Linked DNA regions of Mus musculus: region 1 is linked to region 2. Evidence: chromatin contacts called from public HiChIP or PLAC-seq data. All regions are on one chromosome and are shown on one strand. Each heading gives the region's core, a stretch centred on a gene start, on an enhancer-like site or on the middle of the called end of the contact. The rest is flanking DNA. Distances are from core to core; before and after follow the strand shown.

Evidence for each region. HiChIP or PLAC-seq counts read pairs in DNA pulled down with a chosen protein or histone mark.
Region 1: a contact with region 2 is called in an H3K27ac HiChIP or PLAC-seq map of extraembryonic endoderm stem cells, with 5 times the contacts expected there. The contact joins the enhancer-like site here to the promoter of Adi1 in region 2. A contact is called at or near these places in 2 of 39 promoter capture datasets (cranial neural crest and hippocampal neurons) and 3 of 115 datasets of contacts at active chromatin or transcription factors (astrocytes, extraembryonic endoderm stem cells and stem cell-derived neural progenitor cells).

Annotation. Positions count from the first base shown.
Region 1 is chr12:29,745,920-29,752,821 of GRCm38.p6, forward strand. All of the region lies in intron 4 of Myt1l (myelin transcription factor 1-like), which reads left to right. Among named protein-coding and RNA genes, the nearest start is that of C630031E19Rik, 63 kb to the left of the region's middle. Within about 2 kb of position 3,717, at least 13 of the 459 cell types and tissues checked have an H3K27ac peak or open chromatin away from gene starts, as enhancers often do. A contact at or near this core is called in extraembryonic endoderm stem cells, where this site is marked.
Region 2 is chr12:28,669,950-28,676,857 of GRCm38.p6, forward strand. It overlaps Adi1 (acireductone dioxygenase 1), which reads left to right and starts at 5,258. Exons shown (of 4, transcript NM_134052.2): 1 at 5,258-5,423. The coding sequence starts at 5,304.

The DNA.
Region 1 (6,902 bases), core at 2,467-4,966, 1.1 Mb after region 2:
TTCTCACTTGGAGAAAACACTCCTCCGTCCCACACACACATGCACAGTGCTACAATCATACAGCCAACACACTGAAGGAAGATTCCTTCATGCAGAGATTACATTCCACAGGAGTATGGCCATAACTGCCCTCACTCACAACAAATATTCAGCCTTTGTATGTCTTATGTCTGGATCCTCTGGATACCCACCCCTCTGGATAGCCAGGCATGAACCACAATCACCTGGTTTCATACTAGTTATACCTGTATGTGTAGCAGTCATTCTACTTGGAACAGCTCTCAATGTTCCTCTTCAAGCCTTAAGGCACTGGATATACTCTACTGTATAAGGTATTGCCACTCAGGTATGACACATCTTTCTCTACCAAAGTGCCCCAGTCTTTGTTGGAACTTTGTCTTGTTTTAATGATCATAGAACTTGTGACCTTCTCTAGATTCAAGATCCCATCCATTCTTTATCATTTATCATATTTGTTATGAATGAGTCACATTTGCTCATGTTTAATTCAACTTTAGACATTCCTTCAAATGACAAACTTTCCATCTTCTAACAGTAAAGAGGTCAAGGCTCTGGTAGTTTTCTAATTTATTGAGCTGAAGATATATCTGTAGGACACAATACAATCATACATAGAATTATCACTCAACTTTTTTGTGAGACTGAGGCTTAAATGCTACAATTGATAAGAGAAAGTACTGTGAAGCACAAAGTAGTTCTTAATTATCATTAGCATCAGGGCAGGACAGACATGGAGTGGACCTCTATGCATCAGCACGATATATTGGTTGTCTTCTAAGTGCTGTGGCTGTCTCAAGTCCTGGAAATAAACAGAGAACAAGGTCATTAATCAGGAACTTGGAGGCAACAGAGGACAATATGAGTGAGACAGTGCATGCAAGTTACTAAACAGCTGTGGTCCCAGTGTGTGCAGCCATGATTAGAGGAACATCTAATACAGATGAGATCCAGGATGTCGAGGAAGCCTCTGGGTGAAATGTTCCTGTGCACAGTCCTGAACCTAAGTGGGGTTTAGTGAAGAGAAAAAAAATGGAGAACTATGTACTTGAAGGCTGAGTGTGGGAGGAGGTGGGCAGTGTGAAGAGAGTCAGCAGGAGAGGAAGTTAGAGAGGTAAAGTAGGCTTCATTATTACCAATCTCACTGTTCTGAAACCTACAAGAATAATGCTAAGCAAACAAGCAACACACTCTCACCTAGGGTTGATGGTTCAGCATGAAATGGCGATTGAGTGAGACAGACTGCTGGCAGGGGTGACAACCAAGAATATAGTCATCTATTCTAGGACACCAGTCAAACCAACAGAGGATCCTGCCAAAGGGTGGCAGGCAGGACAGATAGAAACGGGCCAATTGAGAGATACCAAACAGTCCACCCTGACAGAGTGACAGCCCATTGAGAGACAGTGGGGGTGGGATGCTGTGTGATAGAAGCAAAGCAGAGGAGGACCAAGCTTCCCTGATGGCAGGTGCCTGTCACAAATTGTAGGTAGAAAGATGAGACAAGAAGGGAGCTGAACAAGAACAGACTCTGGCCAAAGATGTGTGCGAGTCCGGGCTACAGCATTCGTCTTAGGTTTAAAGGTTATCTCCAAACTCTAACTTGGCTAAAGTGACAGGCAATGAAAGAAGACATGCTTCCTTCTAGTTAATCAATGACAGTGCACATCTCTGAGAATTCATGAGATACCAAGTAACTGAAGACAACTTCTAGGGCACAGCAGAGAAACTGGACACAATTTTCAGGATACTAACTTAGCAAGATCCAAACCAGAACTTAGGGCTCCTGAAACTCTGCCTGTTCTGTTTTCCCTGGTTAGTGTCTGAAAGAAGTATAGTATTCATCAGCAGTGAGGTGATACCCTTTCTCCCCAGCAGATAACCTCCATAGCACATGGCGATCCCACAGGGCTGCAGGGACCAAGCACACGGTTTCCCTTAACCTTTTCTAGTGGGAAACAGCCAGGGACTGACACTCACTTTCCCTGGAATGTTCAGGGGATGGCTGCTGCTGCCTAGCGCCTCTATTAGAAGGAAAAAGCCTAAGATGGGACTTAGAACTTACAGGCTCAGTCTTGGCATCACCCTCATAGATTGAAAAATGAAGCGTTTTCTTCTCACTGACAAACAGCATGGTGCGGGGTGTGAAGTGTGGCTAGTCTCTCTTGAAGCCCCTCTGTTTGCCTGTAACGTGGGCGCTGGCTCTCGCAGGCAGCTGAGGGGCTCAGATGGAATCCCCTCCAGATGCTTTCCTGTATAATATTAATAAGTCACAAGACTTTTCTAGTCCTCATCTTTTTATTGCAGATTGAAAATGGGGCTCTTAAGCCTGATTCGGCACTTGGTCTGGGGTGTCTCCTATTTCATGCACATCAATTACTGCCATGTAAAGTGGGGAAATATCTCAGTTGGTAAGGTGCTTGTCATGAAAACATGAGGACCTGAGTGTGATATCCATCTTCTATGTAAGAAGCCAGGCATGATGGTCCATGCTCATAGTCCTACTCCTGAGGAGCTGGACACACATGGATCCCTGTGGTTTGCTGGATCATCAGTTTTGACCAATCCACAAGCCCCACAGTCAGTGAGAAACCCTGTCTCAAAAGCATGGTGGAGTAGGGGCTGGATGGTTGGCTCAGTAGTTTGCAAAGGATCCAGGGTCCATTCCCAACCGGTATCAGATGGCTCACAACCATCTTTAGCCAAAGAATCTAACACACCCTGGTCTCCACAGACACCTATATGTACCTGATGCACATAAACTCACACCAACATATATACATATAGATTTAAAATAAATAAGGCTTTGAAACAAATACAGAGTGGAGAACTCTGGGAGAACAACCCATGAGACCGACCTCTGGCCTCATATGTACATGAATGCACATATGCATGTTTATATACATACATGTTTACAAACTTGCAGACAAAAACGCATGCACATGCATACATATGTGCATCTAAATGTATACATGAACATAGCACATACCATGTATATACATATACATGAGTTTATGCACACATGCAATGCACACATGTATACACACATACACACATTCACACAGATACATCCATGTACATGAACACATGCACACAAATACACATGGATTTATGCACATGCACACATACAAGACACACACACAGAGATGGTAATAACACTCCTTCAGTCCTTAAAATGTAGAACACTAGAAAAACTTGTATTTCACATAATTTAGCAGAGACGTTATGGATCTGATTTAATTTTGAAAGGTGAAACGCAAAGAGACTACACATCCAGGAGACCTGGGTTAGTCATCTGTGTAAGAAGTCACAACAAAGGCATCCAACAGGCCTTCCGGCTGTGATAGGAAGCAACAATGAATCATATCTGTCTGATCTGGGTTGCATGCTTCTGTCGTCTACATTATCCTTACAGGGGTTTTCCCAAATCAAACTTCGTCTCAAGACACTACTGAAGAAAAGCACATTAGTCACTCTTCCATTGTTTCCAAGGCTTCACACGCCATTCACAAATAAAGCTAAAATCCCTTCAACTTACTTCTACTTGTTTACCTGCCAGTTAAGATGAGTGATTTCTCATTAATGGTTTTGTAAGGTTTAGCACATAAAACAATAGCCGGCAAAAGTGAGTAGTCACAAGACATAATAATGAATGAGTAACAGCTTTAGGGGCATCGTGCTCCAGGAAAACACACAGGGCTGTGCAACAGCCAGTTGTTCGCATGTACTTAGACAGGAGATCGGTCACTCCTGGCGCTGGGGAGATGATTCAGTGAGTAACGGTGCCCGCTGCACAAACATTAAGACTTGAGTTAGGATCAACAGCACCTATGTGGAAAACCAGGCATGGCACACCTACCTAGAACCCCAGCACCGAGAGACAGAGCCAGGCAGACCTTTACAATTCACTGGCCAGCCAGTTTAGCCCACATGACCAGGTCTAGGTTCAGTGAGAGAGCCTGTCTCAATGGGCTAAAGTGGAGAGAGGGCGAGCAGGATAACTGATACCCTTTCTGGCTTCTTTACACAAAGGGTCATACATCTGCACACACATGTAAACATAATTCCAGTTTGAGATCACTCAAGTGTGAGGACAGCCTCTGTGGGAGAGAGGGCATCAAGATGCAGACTCCATGTGCTTAGGTAGCTGTGTGGAGGCCTTGCCATGATTGCTAGAATAGCCCAGAACAATGGTGAGTGGTCCTTTCTGAGGAAAACTGGTGAGGCCTGGCAGCTGTGTTCTTATTAAGGTGATGAGCTTTCGGTGAGAGGAGAGAAATGAATAGCTTCTACTGCTGCTGTTTGATTTGCAGAAGACCCAGGAGACCTTACCTGGACATGCATGGGGCACAGCAGAACTCCAGCAGCACACATACAAATCTACAAAGCATTTCTGCAATAGACCCAGTGAGGGCCGTGACCCAATTTTATTATTGTGATTAAACAAAACTTTAAACTTTCAATCTCTCGTGTGCAACACGACACAGAGTAACACTCAGTACACGCTTGTAAGTGAGCCATGCCTGAGGACAGGTGTTGGTAGTGCCACTTCACAGCACCCATGCTGCAAACCCCAGTCTGGCTGTTTGGTTTTCTGTCCCGCATTGCACCTCTCCTGAATGGCATCCTACGAGGCTCATAATTGACTGTTGTAGATTTTTGTTTTGCTTCACGTGTCATGTTCTGAATATTGAATTTGATCATAATTGCAATGGGTCACACTACCTTTTTAAAATTTTTATCCAGTATGCACGTTTGAGTGCTAGGTGATATGAATGTTATATGTAAATTTATACAAATTGGTATGCTAATGAACCTGCACCATTGCAGTAGACTTTTGGTATGTGTGAGGGGTTGTCACCCTGTCACAGGGCAGTCCACGGGGGAGCTTGTGCATTATTGTGAGCTCAGTATAACTTAGGCATCTCTTCTCTTATTATTCTCTAAATCTCCCACACCATTCCTGGGGATGACAAAGATCTCGCTGGCTGTCTTCCAACCATGTGTCTTTTCCATGTGAAAGTCAGTTTATAACTTTATGCTTACTAATTTAAAAACCAGCTTCCATTCAACAAATACTGTTGGGTATTTTGTGCAAACATCACACTAGGCAAATACAAGGGAGCCTTTCCATTTGAGAGCAGAAATTCATTGAGCCTGAGAGCCACACCATGAATGGAGCATGCATCCCAGGCTAAGATATGTGGGTGATGGTCAGCATGAGGGACTCCTGTGGGGCTATACTATATAGGTAGGGTGCATATACAGCAGAGACGGTTCTCAGTTCATCCTGTTCTACTATGTCCCAGATTTGGGGATACACAGCCAGTTGAGGGAACAAATAAAACTTAAATAGACTATTAGACCCGTCATTCCTTTCTGAGACCCCCAACTGCCAAGTGTCCTTTATGTTGCATTTCTGTCTTCAGTTTAGAGTCAAGTGTGCCCACACTGAAGCAAATACCGGCATCACAGAAAGATAGCTAGGATATGAGCGTAAGCAGAAAGACCTTCCTGAGCAAGACCCTGCAACTGATTAAGAAAGCAGAAGGGAGAGTCAGGCTAATGTTTCAACTTCAGGAACAGGTGACTGAGGACATACGGCTGTCAAAGATTTGGCTGGTGAGATGATTGACAGGATCTGAGAGCCTGGAAAGGAGCCCACTCAACAGACTGGGTCTGAGGGTAGGGCCTGGGGTGGTGGTGGGGTGTAAGGCCTCCAGGACAGGGCAAAACATACTGGCATTTGTTCTGAAGTACAGGGCCTGGCCTAGAGGTAAAGTCTGTGGACTGAGCCTTAAAATAGAGGGCAGAATCTGTGATAAAGGGCAAAGAGACTACGGAGGAAAAACTCCATGAGTTTCCTAATTAGATAAAAAAAGTTAAATTAATGCATTAAGTGAACCTGCCAAGACTGAAAGTGCAGCCTCAAGAGCAGAATTTTGGGCCACATCGACCTGTGGGCAAGAGTAGAGAGAACAGCTTGGAGACTGTCAGGGGCCATCACCTCACCCAGAGCTGGAAGGGACTTTAAGAATAGAGGAGCAACCCAGACAAGCAGACATCATGGAAGGCTGACTTCTGAGAAAATGTTGTTAGGCAGAGTAGTGGCAGAAGGTAGATAAAATATGATAATTTTTAGATTACAGTCATGATAAAAAATTCAGAATTATTTGAAACTGGCATTTGTTTTTGAGGGGAGTATTTTAAAATACATGTAAAATATCTTCTCAAAAGAGAATCCAAGCTTTCCAGATATATATAAAAAATGAGCTGACAAAATAATTCTGCCCTCAAGTTTTGTTTTAATCAAGGGGCTTTAAAATTAGTAAATTTAAAAAGGTTCCTTGTACCACACGTAAGATACAACTTACCTTACTGTCTACTTCTCCTAAGGATACCATAACCTTTCCAATGTTTTGCAATGATGTTAGGGTTTAGGGTTGAAATGGCGACTTAGCAGAGATGAAGTCCCCATTCTTGTCTCTGGATCATGCAACCCAAGCCCAAGCCTTGAAAGGGGTGGAATCCACTTGGTGTAAGAAGAGGGTTCTCCCACAGCCCCCAGCTTCCTATCATCCATCAAACACTTCGTTGATGGGGCAAGAGCCTGGGTCTAGCTTCAACCTCCAGAAATCAGGGTATGGTGGAAATGGTCTCCTTGAATAATACACCTGAAGTCAATGCTAGGAGCTTTACCTAAACACCCTCAAGGGCCACTCTTCCTTGAGAAACCTGCACCCCTACCTGTCTTTCTTTTTTCTCAAGCTTCTTTCTTCCTCTTGCTCTTGTGTCTGTGTGTCTTAGTAAATGGTGACTCTCTGCAAAGCCCACACCAAGCTCTGGCTGTGTTTATGACTCCCTCTCTCTCATATTTAAAGACT
Region 2 (6,908 bases), core at 4,008-6,507:
TTTGGAAGGGCAGTCAGTGCTCTTACCCACTGAGCCATCTCGCCAGCACCAGAAGGTTTGTTTCTTAATACACAGATAGCAACTTAAAAATCTTATTGGACACTTTCAAGTGAAGATAGCTATGTCTCTGTCACCCAGCTTCGAAAATTCCAACATTTGATAAGCTAGCTTCGAAAGGTATTCTGGGATTGTTCCTTGTTTAAGCCAGAGGCAGGAATATACTTATTTCCTGTCTGGTAGGCACTCACTGGGTTTCCTTGATGTGTAGGACCCATGTCAGTCTCAGTGATTCTCATTATCCACGTCTTCTGGTTACCCATGCTTATTTATAGATGGGCCCTTGAGTTTCAGGTGCGCTGTTATTTTCCGTTCTTTGTTGTCCAACGCCAGCTCCTGTACCCCGGAGTCTCACGTAGCTTCCAGCCATTGCTGCATCTTCAATTAGTTATTATGCCCACCCACCCCCCTTAGCATTTTTCATTTCCCACAAAGCCCTCCGGGCTCTTCCAGTTTGAAAACATTAATTCAGTTCTGACCTTAACATGGAAAGTAGCTTGAAGCTAAGCTCCAAAATGGGTGGGTTTCACATTTTCCTGCCTGGTCTGAGTAGAAGGGTCCATGAAGAGAGCCCGAGGACCCAGGGCAAGTGCAGTTCTGCCTGCCTCTTGTGTCCCTTGAGTCCCTCCTCTACTGGACACACAGGAAGCAAGAGGCGTGGACAGCATGGCCATGGGTGTGGACATCTGTCTTGGCGTGCTTCTCTTTGGCCTCTCCTGCCTGGTCTTGACCCTAACTGGCTGCTGCTCAGAGCAACATCCCAGTCCTACAGATACCATGGGGATTTTTTTGTTGTTGTTCTTTTGGCGGGGTTTTTGTTTGTTTGTTTGGTGTTTTGCTTTAGCTGTGATGGCTAGAATTTTCCAGAAGACTGGATGCCAGATGTTACATAAAGAGCCCTTCCTCTGACTTTCTAGTAAGCTGTAGAGAAAGTTGTTGGCAGCTGTCCTGTGGCTCGCATCCATCCCCAGAACCCATGTGTGGAGAGTCCATGCCAGTCCTCAGAATAGAGATGGCAGGACCTTTAACAGGCTGTTAGACCCCTGTCCTCAGAAGGATTCATTAGTTCTCTCTAGACTCCACATACTTCCTGTGAGAGAAGGCAACAGAAGACCATCTCTGCATCTCTGGCTTCCTGTGTCCCTCAAACATGTTTCTACTATGGCACTGTCTACTGTGAAGCAATGCAGCTGGCGTTCCTTACCAGAGGCCAAACAGATGAGGCTGGCTAATACTGACCCTCAACTCACCAACCTTTGACCTAAATATATCTTTTTCTTATAAAGAACAGAGCCTCAGGTTTTGTGTTATAGCAACGGGAGATGGGTTAATACATTAAATTATATATAATTAATAAATTAAATATGCCACCACACAGAGAAAAGAGGTTGAGGAATGGAGTGAGACAAGAGAGGATACAAGATACAAGGAGGGAGGGAGAGAGAGAGAGAGAGAAAAGGGAGGACAGGAAGAGAGAGGAACTGGGAGGGAGGAAATGTGCTGGAGACAGACTGATTAACATCTGAGAGCCGCATCCCACATCAGGCCACAGTGAAAGCCACTGTAATCCTTCTCAGGTGTGTGAACTGAAAAGACTTGTTGGAGTACGGCCATCTGCGTGCTAAAGTGACCAAACAGTAAGGACAAGAAATAGGGCCCTCAAAGTGCGGTGAAGCTTGGAGCAAAAGCGGCACAGCGGAAGCAATATGTTAATGGTTCACGGGAGGCTCAGCTGTCTGCTACTAAGGTGAGACAAGCCACGTGACCAGTCACTGTGGTCTTCACCCAGGTCAACAAAGGTAAGAACAAGACATTAAAAAAACCTGTCCTTGCTGAAGCAGGAAAATGCCAGAGGATAGGTTTCAATACTCTGTGTAGAGGAAGCACAGCCCATCGCTCGCTGTACATGACCTCATGGAGGGCAGACCTCGGCTCCCTCAGCTCTAGGTTCCCTTTCTCCATCCAGCCCACTGGGCGCTGGGATCAGGAACCTATGCCAAAATGCTGGCAGTGTGGCAACGTTTTCCGCTCATCACTGTGTGAGGTCTCTCTGGGTTACATCCATGCACTGGGCAGGGCTAACCTGTTAGCTTGCAAACAAGGTAAAAGCTCTAACCCCCATGGTCAGAAGGGTTAGATACACAGTAAGCAGATATAAATTATTAATAGCACACAGCAGGACCCACAGTTAAACAGAGCCAGGTACATCCTGTTACCTCTTTGGAATGCTCTGTGAGCTAAGGATTTTATTGTTTCTGAGAAATTCTCTTATGATGTAGCCCAGGCTGGCCTCAAATTTAAATCTGCCCCGGCCTCTCTAGTGCTGGGATTATATTATGACTTTCCACCTTAAGAATATCTTGTGGGCCTGTAGAGTGGTTAAGGGCACCGGCTGCTCTTGTAGGGGATCCTGGTTTGGCTACCAGCCCCCACATGGTGCCTCGCCACTGTTCCAGATCTAATGTCTTTTTCTGGCCTCTTCAGGCATTAAAGACTTGTGCAGCATATATATCCACGCATGCAAGCAAACGTTCATGCACATAGAAAACAAAACCAAAAGAAATAAATCTTTAAGAATGTTTTTGTAAACCATTTGTGGTGGTGCAGGCCTTTAGTCCTAGCACTTGGGAGGCAGAGGCAGGTGGATGTCTGTGAGTTCGAGGCCAGCCTGGTCTGCACATCAAGAAATCGAGTCCAGGACAGCCAGGGCTATTCCACAGAAAAACAAAAAGCAAGACAAAACAAAAGTTTTGTAGGGTTTTTTCTCTTCATTTTTTTTTTTAAATGCAGTATTGGCAGCATGTTTTTGTTACTCCTGCTGCTGTTTAAGACTGAATCTTGCTTATTAGCCCAGCCTGGCCTTAAACTCTTAATCCTCCTGCCACAATTTCTCAAGAGCTAGAGTCACATGCATGCATCCCTATGCTCAAACCTAAGACTAGCCTTTATCTTTAGATCACCGCTATGGGGTTGGGTACAGTGGCGCACACTTTTAATCCCAGCACTAGAGAGGCAGATACAAGTGAGTGTGAAGCCAGCTTGGTCTGAAGGTTCCGAGCTGGCCAGGGCTACATAATGAAACCCTGACGAAAAACAACAGCAACCACAAGAATGACTTTTATACAGGAACCTACGCACTACCCTCACATTCTTTCAAAGCCTAGCGGGGGACCAGCCCAGACTGGTTTGCAATGATGGAGACTAGCTGTCTTTCAAAACATCTCAACTGTTCTCTCTCAGTTCTTAACTGGGGCAATAAATTCTGGTCATGAAACATGATTCTGGGCTGCTGCTGGCTATTCTGGAAGAAACAGTTCAAGTTCAGAGGAGTCTCCTTCAAAGGAGAACTCTCATGGGCAGGATGCTGCGGGAGATGGAGGAGGGCTGTTTTCCATGATTCTCCTTGAACTGGTGCTGGCAAATGCGGAGCCCCCCACCCCCAATTCCTTGGGGCATCTTGACCGACTTACTTTTCTAAAGTATGATGCTCTTGGCATGAACCTGCTGCCCTCTCTCATCCCAGTTGATCTCTGCATAAGACAGAAGCCAACACACAGTGCTCGGGGATCCCGCTGTGTTGCTCTAGCCAGAAGCAGGCAAGGGGCAGGCAGCCTTCCTGACTCAAGACTCTTATTTCTACAGCTGAACAAAGGTTTTGCTTCTTGCTCTGTATTTTAGCAGCTTTTTAAGCAGAATTTTAGGTGAGGCTTCCTGAGTTCAAACCCCTGCCTTAGCACTTGCTGTGGACTTTTTCTTTTCTTTTTTTTTTTTTTTTGGTTTTTGAATTTTGGTTTTTTGAGACAGGGTTTCTCTGTGTAGCTCTGGCTGTCCTGGAACTCACTCTGTAGACCAGGCTGGCTTCAAACTCAGAAATCTGCCTGCCTCTGGCTCCCAAGTGCTGGGATTAAAGGTGTGCGCCACCACTGACAAGCACAAAAAATTCTTTAAAGCTATCTGGTCCTCAGTTGTCATACTTTTAAACTACGGTAATTTTTTTCTATCAAAGATGGCTATCCCACCAAGGGCCACTATTCCACAAACCTCCCTATTTGTTAAAATCTTGTGTGGTCCTGTTACCCAACCCTGAGATGACAGCCATTTGTTGTTCTTACTCTTTATAACACCCTTGCCGTTTGCAGTTAACGAATTAGCATCATATTATGAGGTCTAAGTCCCACCAATGGAACTTTCTTTTTTCTTTCTTTCTTTCTTTTTTTTTTTAAGATTTATTTACTTATTATATGTAAGTATACTGTAGCTGTCTTCAGACACCCCAGAAGAGGGCGCCAGATCTCGTTATGGATGGTTGTGAGCCATCATGTGGTTGCTGGGAATTGAACTCAGGACCTTCAGAAGAGCAGTCAGTGCTCTTAACCACTGAGCCATCTCTCCAGCCCCCCCCCCCCCCATGGGACTTTCTTAATCAGATTTTGAAGAAACACCCATCTTTAATCTGTGCTGCACCTTCGGATAGCATGGAGGTTAGTTTCATTTACTTATTTTAGGTTTATTTAGAAGCGTTTTGCCTTGGATATGCAACACGTGTGAACATAGCCACAGAATTCAGAAGAGCGCAGCAGATCCCCCAGAACTGGAGTTATGGGTGGTTGTGAACTACCAAGTGGCTGCAGGGAATTGCATCTGGGTTCTCTGAAAGAGCAACAGATGCCCTTAACTGCTCGAGCCATCTTTTCAGCACCATGACGGGTTTATTTTAACAGTCATGTTAACATAGCTAGAATCACCTAGGAGGTGAGTAGTAATGAGAAACGGTCTAGATCAGGTTGGCCTGTGGCCTGTCTATGGGGGACTATCTAGATTGCATTAATTTAAAAAGAAAGTATAGAAAGGGTCCGAGCACTAGTGAACACACATGCATTCATTTCTCTCTGCTCTTGGCTATGAACTAGCTGCTTCAAGTTCCTCTTCTGACAATTCTGCTGCCCCGAATGATGGAATTTAACCTGGAACTGTGAGCCAAGTAAACCCTTTCTGCCTGAAAGCTGCCTTTGTAAGAATATTTTATCATAGCATTTGCAAGGAAAACAGGGTAGACACATAACTGCCGAGGAGGCTGTGGATATGCCACCACCTTCTCCAGAGGGTGAGACGCCTTTCCTGGTCCTGAATTCTACCTGAGCGGTCACGCCCTCCCGACAACTCCGCCCTACACCCCGCCCACCACCGTTGGGGCTCCTTCAAGCAACGCCCCTTCCAGCCAGTTAGTGGAAGCCGCCGCCGCCACCATGGTGCAGGCCTGGTATATGGACGAGTCCACCGCCGACCCGCGGAAGCCCCACCGCGCACAGCCCGACCGCCCCGTGAGCCTGGAGCAGCTGCGCACGCTCGGAGTGCTCTATTGGAAGGTACGAGTGCAGGCCGGAGCACCACGCGCCTGCGCACGCGCACGCCGTGACGGGGTGGGCCGGGTGGGGGTGGGGATGGGGGCTAGGGTGCTGCGCAAGCTCAGCAAGGCCGCCGTTTCCAGAGATTTCCATAACTGCAGAGAAGGCTTTGGGCTGGTGGCGCCTGCTTTCCTCTTGGTACTCGCGCGCGTTCACAGCTAGTGTTTGCAAACGCACGGCCAGCTGCCAGTCACATGGTAGTGTCACGGGTAACGCAGTTCAAACACAGGAAAGCCGCAGAGAATCTGGGGTTAGTGGAGGGGTAACTGGATCTAGCCTGTGTGCATTGGTATGGTCAAAATGAAGTGCAAACCAACTGGCCTTGGAGCCATGCCTGAGGAACGTTTGATGAGTCCTTTGCAGAGTCATGCCCCTTAAAAACCATGAAGGCCTGCTCACCACATGCTGTGCTCACAGCTGAAGCAGCGTCCACAGGTCGGGTGGCCACGTTAAGGTGGGAACGACGCTCAAATCCATGTCTGCAAGTAATAGGAGGATATTTTTGGGATAGGAAGCGGGGGAAATAGGTGATTGGAGAAGAATCTGGGTTGTGCACATATGAAATCAAGGCTTTGCATGGGACGGACTTGGTGATGCAATTTTGTCCTGGATCAGCAAGCATGGCTTCAGGGTTGTGGGGTTGGGGTCAGCAAGGCCTCTGGCATTCCTGTTGAGTTAGTCTTTGCTCCCACGGCAGAAGTTGCTAGGGAAAGGGGACAGAGCAGGGTGACAGAAAGGCCCCTTATGACTACAACGTTGGAGTGAAAGAGCTTTTGGAATACTGCCTTCGTCCCTTCCTTCGATCATCACGGATACCTTAGATTAGGAGTCACACTCAGGACTTTGTATCTACACCAGATCTGTAAACAACAGGAACTGGCTGCCCAGTAGAGACTGGAACCCGATTAGGTGCTTTGGGTGTCTGGTGAAGGCCCCCTCATAGCTGACTTCTATGAAACCTTAAACAGCTCCTCAGGGCAGTAGAGCCACTCATCTCAATCAGGAGCAGCTGTGACCCCACCGGGAGCCAGGAGGCCCACCTCTTACGTCATCCTGTGGGTGAAGTTTCCACATTAGGAAGGGGCGCATTCAGCCAGTTCCAGGGGGTCTCATGTTCTCTCCTGGCCTTTGTGGACACCAGACACTAGAGTGGTGCCCAGACATACAAGCACTCATACAGACACATAAAATATATTGATGCCTGTGTGTTGGTGTGTTGTTCCATGATAATAAAATATGCACTTCATTGTAAAACAAAGTTAAATGTCACTAAATTCATTGCTAGTAGTTTCATGTAGGGTTTCAGATTAGTTCTGTCAGCCTTTGGAGATCCAGTCGTGAAGTGCGTGTCCTTGGCTTTGGACCTTAAAGAATAGGTAGGGGCTGGAGAGATGGCTCAGCGGTTAAGAGCACTGACTGCTCTTCCAGAGATCCTGAGTTCAATTC